Regions from separate parts of the Sus scrofa genome. Here all the other regions are linked to region 3. The links are chromatin contacts, called in public Hi-C and HiChIP or PLAC-seq maps. All regions are on one chromosome and are shown on one strand. Each heading gives the region's core, a stretch centred on a gene start, on an enhancer-like site or on the middle of the called end of the contact. The rest is flanking DNA. Distances are from core to core; before and after follow the strand shown. Region 1 holds the start of DKC1 (dyskerin pseudouridine synthase 1). Region 2 holds the start of VBP1 (VHL binding protein 1). Region 3 holds the start of FUNDC2 (FUN14 domain containing 2). Region 4 holds the start of CLIC2 (chloride intracellular channel 2).

Region 1 (2,700 bases), core at 18-2,517, 140 kb before region 3:
GCGTCTGCGCAGGCTCCGTTAAGGACTCCCAGTTAAGAGACACAGCAGTGAGAAGAGCAGCAGTGATATGGGAAGAGCACTTGAACCTGGGGGCACGTCTTCCTTGGCTGTCTGATTCCACAGCCGCAAGCAAGCTGTGCCTCTAGAGCACTTCGCATGGAGCCCAGTCGTGGAGTCCAAACTGAGGCTTGCCAGACGCGTAAAACACACGCGGGAAAGACTTGGTACAGAAAAGAAGCCCTATAAAATATTCCATTCATAATGTTGTCTGTTGCTCATAAGTTGACACGATAATTTTTTTTCCTTTTTTTAAGTTTTACTTTAATGATTTTTATTTTTCCATTATAGCTGGTTTACAGACATGATAATATATATATTTTTTATTTGTCAATGCCTCTTTATTATTCTTTAATCTGGAACAGATCTAGAACCTTTGTCTTTCATGCTCTACATATTTTTTAAGAATGCAGGCCTCCCTCAGTTTGGGTTTGCCTAATGTTGCATTATTCATGATGTTTCCTCATGATTAGCCTTTCTTAAACGAATACTGCAGAAGTCAAGTTTGGTCCTTCTAAAAGCACAAGATAATATTTTGGATCACTGAGTTCAAAAAAGTTTGCTATTAAAACCAATTTAACCTTTTTCCTTTTCCTTTTGTTCCAAGTGGCGGCTGGAAAATTTAAAAGTCCACAAGTGGCTCGCACTCCACTTCTATTGGCTAGTGCCGCTCTAGCTGGACGGGGTGACTTTCCAGCTCTCAGTGCCTCAACGTCTTCGTTTCTTAACCCAGGCTGATTCGGCACCAACCTTAAAGGGCCTGCGAGAGGACGCAAAGAGCGCTCAGCGGGGAGCCTAGGTGCTCCGCCGAGGTCCAGGCCCCGGAGCCGAGCGGGCGGCCACCGGGGCCACGCCCACTGGCCGCCGGGGCCACGCCCACTGGCCGCCGGGGCCACGCCCACAGGATCCCAGCCTCGGGGCCTGGCGGCGCAGGCGCTCCCAGACCCAGCCGCCGAGGGCGGGACGGGGGTGGGGGAGGCCCAAGGCGCACGCGCGCAAGAGCCGCGGCTCGGGGTTTCCGCCAATGAGATCGTGCGGCCGTCTCGCGCGCGCTTCGGGCTCCGCCCCGCCAGCCCGAGCCCGCCCACCCCGCCCCGCTGCACGACACGCACGGGGCGGCGCACAGGTGGGCGGGCCCTGGCGGCGCGGCCTGACGGCGGCGGGAGTCTGTAGTCGCTTCCTCGGGGGTGGCCCACGCGGCTCACACGCTCTGCCGGGCAACATGGCGGACGCGGAAGGTAAGTGTCGTTCTTCCCCGGGCGATCGGGTTGAATCCCCCCGGCCGGGGCCAGGTCCGTCGCTGGGAGAGCCGGTGGTGCGGGGAACAACGTCGAGGCCCGAGCTCTGCTAGCTCTAGCCGCCGGGCCTCCTGTCGACCTTGTCTCTTGGCCTTGGCTCCACGGGTGAGGGCGGGAGAGCGAGGGGCCCCTCGGTGCCTGACGCCACACGGCCCGGGTCTCCCGCCGGCGATCCAGGGCCCCTTAGGGCTCTGGGTCGCCGTCAAAAGGCGTCCGCTGCCACCAGGTCGGACGCCGCGGACCGACAAGAGGCCGGAGGGGCTCGGGCGAGCGCGTAGCCCTAAGTCGAAAGGAAGTTGTGGGAGCCACTAGCCTTCGGGGATTATCCGCGGTCACTTAGGAAAGTTAGGGGCCCGCGGGCCGCGCACCCTGGCGTGTTTAAGCCCCGCCGCAGCCACGTGGTGAGCCGGGCCGGGAGGCGACACGTGCAGTGCTGTCGTCACCCGAGCGTTCAGCCCGCGCATGTGGTCCCCCACGTCGTCTCACCTGCGGTGCATTTCCTACCTGCCCTGGTGGCCTTCTCTGACTTAAACTTGGTCGTCTTTATTTTCTGGGAAAACTCCAATCCTGGCGTGTTTTGTAGAAGTACTTATTTTACCGAAGAAGCATAAGAAGAAAAAGGAGCGGAAATCATTACCAGAAGAAGATGTGGCTGTGAGTAGGAATTTCTTTTACTTCGCTTTTACTAAAAAGAAAGGTTACTGAGACAGCAGTTACAGAAGATAATTCTTTAAAGGTTTCTGCAGAATGGGCTGGAATTGGGTGGTGGTTGGGTAGAAACTGCACAACCCCAGCCAACCTAAGCGTTTTGTCTAAAGAGGTAGCCTTTGCTAAAGGGTGTTGGCCACACCAACTGCTCTGCCTGAAATTCTCTTTCTTATCCCACCCACATACCCTGTGCCACATATCTTGGTGGCACTTTACTCACCCTTCTGAGCTGTTGAGCCGCTTTCCCTTGGAGGTCCTGGTGAGAAGGCACAGGCTACTTTGGTTTTTATTTTAAAGGCACAGACTTGTGTGGTAGGAATGGAATTGTTCAGAATCAAGTGGGAAGTCTAACAGGCTGTGTTTCTGTCCTGTGGCAGGAAATACAGCATGCTGAAGAGTTTCTCATCAAACCTGAATCCAAAGTGGCTCAGTTGGACACATCTCAGTGGCCCCTGTTGCTAAAGGTGCGTATGCTGTCAGGTCGGTGCCTCACTTCTAACCATTCTCAGTTTCGTACTTAGCTTCCCGGTACAGACTTGAACCAGTTTGTGCAGCAGGCCGTGCTTGAAAGTGTGTGTGCTCTGACACCAGACCTCTCGCATCAGGCAGTGTGTGACCCTAGGCCAGTCATTTAACC
Region 2 (2,700 bases), core at 103-2,602, 130 kb after region 3:
CCACAGGTCCTCAGTCTCGCCAGTTCTACAGCAACGGCTATTTTTTAAAACCCTTCCAGCGCCACTCTTTCCTCTAGCCCAGTCCTCCTCTGCCCGCCCCCTTCCCCTTTCCTTCAGCCCCTCCCCCGTACCCAACCTCCATCCCACCTCCCTCACTACTTCGGCCCTACTGTGTGGCAAGATCCTTATTAGGTATTCTACATACATAATCTCATTTCATCTTTACAGCAGCCTTGTTAGTACACCCTTGTTATTCTCATTTTAAAATATGACCTAGGTAATGCTCCTTTCCTACCCTAAATGTGCCTGTTACAGCATTTATTATATTATCTTACCGATTGTTCGGGTCCCTTTAGTTGTCTACAAACTAGGGGTTTAAATAACATGACCCCGTGACTTGCACATAGCCATTTTTAATAAATGTCCATCGCTATTATTATATGTTTGTCCCCACTAAGTAAGGGAGCTGACATATCCTTTATTCAGAAAGGGCCTGGCTTATGGTAGGCTTCGTACGAGTGGATGAAGCACCGCTTCCCCGTGAAGCACTCGAGTGCAAGCAAACGTAGGAGCAAACATGGTGGTTAGATGTCAGAAAACAGATGGAAAAATAATTACTTGGGCCTGTATAACGCAGTTACTTTCAAACGGTTGCAGCAGTGGATGATGTTGGGGAAGTCCTTGGGCCTAGGAGCATTGGAAGAGTTCTTAGGATTTTGCATGTACACTGAAGTTTTGAAAACGTTTGAGCAGGGGTGGTGAGAGGCTGATCAAAGGTGGCTTTTGGTAAATTTTGATGCAATGGACAGGGTATTTATTAGAATCAGGCCACCGCTCCCTGTGGAAGCAAGCATAAAGCAAGTCCCCTTCAAGGGTCAGGAAGCTCGCTAGGATGGTGGGACCAGAAGGACACCCAAGCCCAGTGGCGACGTCTAGGTTCCGGATTTGCTTGTATTCCAAAAGGGATCGTGTCGCCTCGCGAAGGCTATTCTGGAGAGCGCTGCCTGTTCTAGGATAGCAGTGGGATATGTCCCGGCTTGGTACGGGATCATCGGGGTCCTCCAGCCCGCCCACCCCCAAAACCGCCGGAACCCCTTTTCCCAGGACTCGGTATTGGTCCTTGCTGCAGATCCAGGTTCGCCTCAGCTGCCCTTCCGCGCCTGTCACTCACCTGTACGCAGCCAATCAGCATCCAATGGTCGGGAGTTTCATCCGAAGGGAGAGGGGCGGCTGCTTCCTGTGCGCCAATGAATGCGCAGACTCACACGCGAGGGGCGGGCCTGCGGGTGTGAGCGGGCCAATCACAGTCCCCCGGCGGCTGGCAGCCCGAGAGGCAGTTTGTCGCGCGCTCGCTTCCCCAAGATGGCGGACGCTAAGGACGGTTGTGGTTTGGGAGAAGTGGCTGCAGGGAACGGGCGGCGGCTCCACCTAGGGATTCCTGAGGCCGTTTTTGTGGTAAGAGGCACGCCGGTCCTCGGTATCTTGTCTCTGTGTGGTGGGCGACCGTTTCCTTTCTGGCCCCGACCCCGGCCTCGATCGTTGGGGGACGGAGTTGAGCGGGAGGACCTGAGAGAGTGCTCCGTCCTCTCCCACCTCCGCGCCGGCACGCCCTGTGCTGTGTTGGGACCCGCCCTCGGGCAACGCGGTCCGAGGAGGCCCCAGCAGATAAGGTGGCGTGGGGCCCGGAGGACTCGGGAGCGGGGGCGGGGCGGCCCCATCAGCCCCTCCTCCCCGCCCCACGCGGGATTTCCTCCCGTGCCGCCTGGAGAAAGGGAGGCGGCGAGGAGCTGGAGACTCAGCGTAGATGCTGGAGGGAGCGGTGTACACATGGTGACAGGATGCAGTGAGTAGGCAGAAGAGCTGGGGCTAAGGTGTGGAAGTAGGAAAATGGCACCTGGTCTGTTGCCTTGGGGGAGCCGAGTGGCGGGGAAGTGGGGTCGGTGAGAACGTGAGGCCCTTGTGTGTCCTGCTGAGGCACGGAGGCTTTAGCCAGTGGGCAGCGGGTGTCTAAAGAAGGCCACTGTACAGCCTGTTTGCTTGTAGGTACGTCGTCCTAATAACTTAGTAGAGAATAAATCGGGTGGAGTTCAGAGGCGAAGCAGGGAATGCAATTTTGGAGGCTTCGCAGAATGGGGAGACCAACCCGAGTCCAAACAAAGAGAAGCAAGTAGACGCTTCCACTCCTGCGCTTCCGTAAAATTCTCGAAATAGTATTTGAAAGCTCTTTCAATAATGAGAAAAGACCTGACTGCCCTTCCAGACCAATATAACCCGTCTCTGTCCACTCACTTCTGGCTGAACAACTATGAAATCTCTGTGGAAGTTTCTCGACCTTTTGGTTTGTGCCTCTGTTGCCTTATCTCCTCCACCTTTTTGTTAATCATATCTTAGAGTCTTCAAAAGACCCGTTTATTTTATTTATTCTTTTATTTAGGCCACTCTTAAGGTACACTATGCATATTTGCATGTGCCGATTCAGTTTTCTACTGTTTTCTTTATTTTGTCTTTTCTCCCTGAGCTGTGCCGTTTTATTTCTTTACCCTCATTTCCCACCTAGTTGTTAACTAGAGATACAATTTCTTAAATACCAGCCACTTTCCTCATGCTGTTACAAAACCCTAGGCGGCAGGTACTGTTATTCTCATTTTGTAGATGATGAAACTGAGGCACAGAACCCTGGAGTAACTTGCCCCAAGTCAC
Region 3 (2,700 bases), core at 12-2,511:
AGGAAGGGAAAGGAGGGGTGTACCAGGTTGCAATTTTATTTTATTTTTTTGCTTTTTAGGGCCACACTTACCGCATATGGAAGTTCCCAGGCTAGGGGTCGAATCCGAGCTACAGCTGCAGGCCTACACCACAGCTACAGCAACACCAGATCCCAGCCACTTCTGCGACCTACACCACAGCTCATGGCAATACCGGATCTTTAACCCACTGAGCGAGGCCAGGGTTCGAACCCCGTACTCGTGGATACTAGTCGGGTAGGTTTCCTTTGAGCCACAAAGGGAACTCCAGTTGCAATTTTAAATGAGGATCGTCATGCAAAGTCTCACTGAGAAGGTGATGTCTCAGCAAAGGCTTCTGCCTTCTACCTTGAGGGCTGTGGGGAGCCACGGAAGAGTTCTGAGTTAGAGGAGGGTCCTGAGCTTTCTGGACACATCTGAGAGAATAGACTTCAGCAGTGGGAGTGTCGGAGCAGGTCGACCTGTTAACGGAGAATCCTAGCAGCGATTTGGGACTAGGACGGTAGCAGTGGAGGGGTGAAAATGGCTGGATTCACTGTGAAGCTGAAGCTGGCCCTGATGCTGGTTACTAAGGAATTGCATTTGCGGGCTGAGAGAGAGAGATTGGGAGAGAGCCGTTCAGAATAACAGCGAGATTTTGGGGATGGTGAAGTTGCCACGAACTGGGGTGGAGCAGCAGCTAGAGGTGTAGTTTAGCGGTGGGCGGGCAGCCGCCGGCAAGCAAGCTCTTTTTTTTTTTTTTATAAGAAATGGAAAATTTTATTCAAGCCAAACTGAGCATTTTAACCCGGGAAGAGCCTTTCAGAAAGAAAGCTCTGAGAACCGTCCTAAGCTCTTTCTTTCTTAGTACTCTCCGTGGTTATTGCGATCGCTACATTTTTTAAATGTCCTCTTCTAGTAGAACACGTACCAGGCAGTGATATTTGATCAATGTTTGTAGGAACAAACAAACACGTCAGCTTTCTTTATTTTTAGTAAAGTAAGGAGTAAGACAGTCTTTGCTAGTTAGAGGGTGTCCGCTGGCCGCGGCCGAAGACCTGCCTTGGAGGCAAAAGCCGGCAAACCCCGCACACGGAGGCCAGCAGCTCCGTCCAGGGAGGCTCTCTGCGCACGCGCGTCCCAGCGGGGCTGCCGGGAGGGGGGGTTGTGACGCCGCCCGCTGAGTCTTGTGACGCGGCTGCGCGCGGGCAAGGGGCGGGGCCGCCCCGTAGGCGGCCCGCCCTCTTCCGCCGCCGCCGTGGGAATGGAAACATCTTCCCCACGTGCCGGAAGCCAGCCGGCGCCGACGGCGGCGCGGTACTTTGCGTCCTGCCGCGCGGAGCCCCTGCGGGTGTCATCGCGAGACCAGCTCGCCGAAATGGCCGCAGCCAGTCAAGGTAAGGGAGGGCGCGCGCGCTTTCGGCGCCGCAAGGAGCCGCCTTCCCGGGCTCCGGAAGGGGAAGGGCTCCGCGCCCACTAGTCCCGGCAGAGCTCCCCTGGGAACCTGAGCGGCGCCGGGGCGGGTAGGGCGCCCGGGGCTCGTCCCTAGCCCAGCTGCCCCCAAGGTCCGGCCAAGGTCACTTCCCCGGCTGGAGCCGAACTGCTCCGGGGTGTGGTCTCCAGTCGGGCTCGCCCAGCCTTCCGGCACCGCCCACGGCAGCCTGGGCGCGGAGACATTTTGTTCCTGTTTTCGGAAGCAGTCCGGCACCTTGAGACTAAGACAGCTTTGTCCCTTTGGACTGTCTTCTCAAACATCTGGCCAGCGTCTTTCTTATGCAAGGCGCCTCTGCTTGCGCTTGCGATGGGTTTGAAAGAGTCGTCCACATGGTGCGGTACTTCGCATCGTCTTTTGTTTGGTCCGCTTAGTCAGAGTCCCTGTGATGCGACGCACGGCTTCCTGTCGTGCTGCTTATCCCACTTCGCCGAATGCTTCAGATTACATTCACTTCGGTACCCGGCTCACAAGGTCTGATTGCTAAACAGAGCCGTCATCGAAAACTCAATTATATAATTTAGGATTACATAACTTATGTTAAAAACAAAGTGAAAATTATCAAAACTCTACTTCCTTATTATTTGCCATGTTTTGCTCTTGAGGTTATTTAATCTGTTCGTTGTGGTGGAAATAACAGCATCGTACACTCGCTCTCTTCCCAACTCTGCGTTCAGCGATGTCACAATTTAGTGATGTCACGCTCAGGGTGAGAGATACAACCTCGAAATTGGTATAGACTACTAAACAGCCCTTCTCCCACCCCAGCGTGGTTGGTAAACATTTACCTGGACACCGCTGGATTCAGGTGACTCTAAGGTGTTGAAATGTGCAATGTAATTATTTTCCTGCAGAGCAGACTGACTTCAGTTAGGTAAAACGTATAGGTTGATCAGATATTTACACCTCAGAAATTGTTAGGAGAAATTTTTTTTTTTTTGTCATTTTGGGGACGCAACCGCAGCATATGGAAGTTTACGGGCTAGAGGTCCAATGGGGGCTGTAGCCGCCGGCCTACACCACGGCCACAGCAAATGCAGGATCCAAGCCACGTCTGCGACCTACATCGCAGCTCACTGCAGCGCTAGATCCATAACCCACTGAGTGAGGCCAGGGATGGAACCTTATGGATGCCAGTCAGGTTCGTTAACCGCTGAGCCACATTTTGAGGTTGATATTATGAATTTCAATCTTTTTTTTTTTTTTTTTTT
Region 4 (2,700 bases), core at 74-2,573, 210 kb after region 3:
AAAATATTCTATTTTGCTCTGGAGAATTCAAGAGTGTCGCTCCTATAGTTTTGAAAAGGTAGGTTAATTACATCCTTGGTGTATATATGTGACCAGTTGTTAAATACTTTTAAATGATCGTAAAGTTATTACCTTGGCCAATGACGTTTAACCCCATGTTTGGTAAGCACACGTTATTTAAGGTGCGTTGGTAAGCCATCAAGAGGCAATGTCGTCTCAGAGGCAAGTTAGTTAGACGTTATTGCCTGCGCTTAGTTATCTAGAAACGATGAGGGCAATTTTGAGTCCTGCCACCACCACTGCTACTGACGACACTCCTTTACTGCTATTAACATGTCTCCTACATTGCCGTTAGGAATAAATGAGATGCTATGTGTGTTTAGAAAATGGTCACGCACGACATGAGAGTTTGCTATGGTCATCATTCTGAATACTTCCAACAGTCCATGAAAATACAGAGAAAAATGGTTAACATAGGCCAGGATTTAGGAAACGAATTTCCATTTGGAGTAACCCACACAAAAATTTCTTTTCTCGATGAGCTAATTTAGAAACACATGTTCCTTCCTCCTGCTTTGGGGGTTTTCCAAAGGGCTTTTCTGAAAAGTTAAGACATTAAAACCCCAAACCAGAAACCAACCAAATGACTCGGGCAAAATGCAACAGGCACGCAAGTCCTGGATTTTCCCTGTGTGGCCAAGGGACCTGCTGCAATGTTCGTCCGGCGTGGGCGAGCTTCAGAAAGCTGCGTTTGGACTGCGTGTGGAGCGGAGGCCCTCAGGCCACTCTCGGCCCTCGCCTCCCACATTCAGTCCGCACGAAACACGAAACACAACGGTGAGAGCTTGGAAAGGCCGCAAGCATCATTTCGTCAGGCTCCTTCTTTGGAAAAGTGGAAAAACGAAGAGGGGGACGGGGTTGTCGGAGGTCACGCAGGAAGCCATGAAGAAGGACATTTAGTCGCTCGAACGACCAACAAGTCTAGTTGTCTTTCCACCGTAATTTGCATTTTGCAGATGGGATATTTTTCTATCACCATTTAAGAGCAGCCGAACACTCAGGTGTTCTTCTAGGGCTCAGACTAGGTATATAATGATAAAACTATTTCCTCTCTCTAGTTGAAACGTTGACGTTTTAAAAAAGAAGCTGAGGTTCAAGGTTAATAAAGAATACATTCTGTATACTGTCATTATAGCTAGAAAACTTACCTTCACAAAAAGCTCAATTTCAGGGTCTGCTGGACTGCTGGGCCTGGGACCTGCCATCCTTCTGGTTTTATTTCCAGTCGTCAGCCCCTCACCTTCTGCACACAAATTCTTTTCTTCCCGTTTTATCAAAAGGCTTAAATGAAAGTTGTGCTTTAAGAGGGAAGTCCAGTTTGTAAGAGTCAGAGCTGGGCTGGTCTCTCTTCGAGAGGTGGGGTGCAGAAAATTCTAGATGTTTGAGAGCAGCTCTTGAATTCGTTTTCCTTCTTCCTCTTAACCTAACATTTGAACCAAATAGGAGCTAGAGGGGTGTGTATAAACTGGCTGGCTAGAAGGGTGTGGGTGTTTCCAGAGAGGCTTCAATGCTATGACTCAGCATAGGAAAAACACATACACACAAACACACACATGAAATTCCAATATATCAAGCAGACCAGATGGCCTCTAGGGCCTCCTTTTGAAGCCTGGGCTCCATGCCCAGAAAATGGCCTCTTAGGCTGTTCTTGTAAACTGGCAGCAGCAAAAAGCTCTTCCAGGAAAAGGGCCAGAAATGGCTTGGGTTTTTAACATTGAAAAGGATGTTTATCTAATGACACTGTCTAAGAGGTGGTTTAAAAAGAGTGTACTTCATGCCCCCTCAATTCTGCTGCTGACAAGGTCAGATTTCCCTTTTGGGTTGCAAATTTCACTTCTCTTTTATAATCAAGGAATGTTTGCTGTGTTGGTTGAGTCTGGGGACATCTTTGCTTGTCCCACCTCTCTATTTCTGGGAAGGGCGGACCGGGAGGGATCACTTCCTGCTTGTGGTAACGGTACCAGGAACCACAAGCTGTTTTGTATCTCTGCTTGTTAACACTGGGAACAGCAGTAAACTACCCAGATTGATCACTCACTGGCTGCAGTGTTTTTGGCAGCCGTGCTTTCTGCCTGCCAGGACGAAGAAGGCGGGAGGCGGGCCCTGGAGGAATAACCCCCCTCTGAGAGGAAGAGTCTCTTTCTGCCTGGAGCCAAAGTGAACATAGATCCGCTCGTTGTTGGGGGCCCTGGGGACCCCCTTTCTACGACACCAAAGGTCCCCCGTGCCCATGTGGGCTGTACGTGATGCACCTGCCATCGTCCGCACGTGAAGAATTTACGGATGGGAGGCTCCGGGCAAAACCTGGTCCGTGCCACACCTGCAGGCTTTAGGCAAGGAGTGGCTGCCGATGGGAAGGAAGGTGAGTGCTCTTCGAGGTGTGGGGCCCGATGATTTCCCAGATGGTCGGCAGAGTGAGAGGGACATTCGGATCGACGTCTGCTGAGCTGACCTTGCGGGTGAGCGTGGGCCTGGCTGTTTGTTTGGCAGGACCCGGTGAATGCCTTGGCCATGTTTTTACTCTGTTCATTCATTCTTTCACTCCAAAGACAATCAATGGATGCTCACGCTGTGCCAAGATGCGGATCCACTCACTGAGATTAGCAGTTCAGGAGGACAGTACGTTCGAGAGGACGACGG

The links. A called contact is a pair of places that touch in the nucleus more often than the background predicts. HiChIP or PLAC-seq counts read pairs in DNA pulled down with a chosen protein or histone mark.
Region 1: a contact with region 3 is called in a Hi-C map of liver, with 3 times the contacts expected there. The contact joins the promoter of DKC1 here to the promoter of FUNDC2 in region 3. A contact is called at or near these places in 2 of 47 Hi-C or Micro-C datasets (liver and skeletal muscle) and 1 of 2 datasets of contacts at active chromatin or transcription factors (alveolar macrophages).
Region 2: a contact with region 3 is called in an H3K27ac HiChIP or PLAC-seq map of alveolar macrophages. The contact joins the promoter of VBP1 here to the promoter of FUNDC2 in region 3. A contact is called at or near these places in 1 of 5 promoter capture datasets (liver) and 2 of 2 datasets of contacts at active chromatin or transcription factors (alveolar macrophages and skeletal muscle).
Region 4: an H3K27ac HiChIP or PLAC-seq map of alveolar macrophages shows a contact between it and region 3. The contact joins the promoter of CLIC2 here to the promoter of FUNDC2 in region 3. A contact is called at or near these places in 1 of 5 promoter capture datasets (liver) and 2 of 2 datasets of contacts at active chromatin or transcription factors (alveolar macrophages and skeletal muscle).

What each region holds. Positions count from the first base shown.
Region 1 is chrX:125,217,661-125,220,360 of Sscrofa11.1, forward strand. DKC1 (dyskerin pseudouridine synthase 1) reads left to right here and starts at 1,268. Exons shown (of 15, transcript NM_001142668.1): 1 at 1,268-1,295; 2 at 1,939-2,009; 3 at 2,441-2,527. The coding sequence starts at 1,280.
Region 2 is chrX:125,484,005-125,486,704 of Sscrofa11.1, forward strand. VBP1 (VHL binding protein 1) reads left to right here and starts at 1,353. Exons shown (of 6, transcript NM_001244980.1): 1 at 1,353-1,455. The coding sequence starts at 1,363.
Region 3 is chrX:125,352,771-125,355,470 of Sscrofa11.1, forward strand. It overlaps FUNDC2 (FUN14 domain containing 2), which reads left to right and starts at 1,262. Exons shown (of 5, transcript NM_213743.1): 1 at 1,262-1,394. The coding sequence starts at 1,262.
Region 4 is chrX:125,558,736-125,561,435 of Sscrofa11.1, forward strand. It overlaps CLIC2 (chloride intracellular channel 2), which reads right to left and starts at 1,324. Exons shown (of 6, transcript NM_001244428.1): 1 at 1,209-1,324. The coding sequence starts at 1,265. LOC100620916 (histone H2A-Bbd type 2/3-like) reads left to right here and starts at 1,626. Exons shown (of 5, transcript XR_002340766.1): 1 at 1,626-2,422.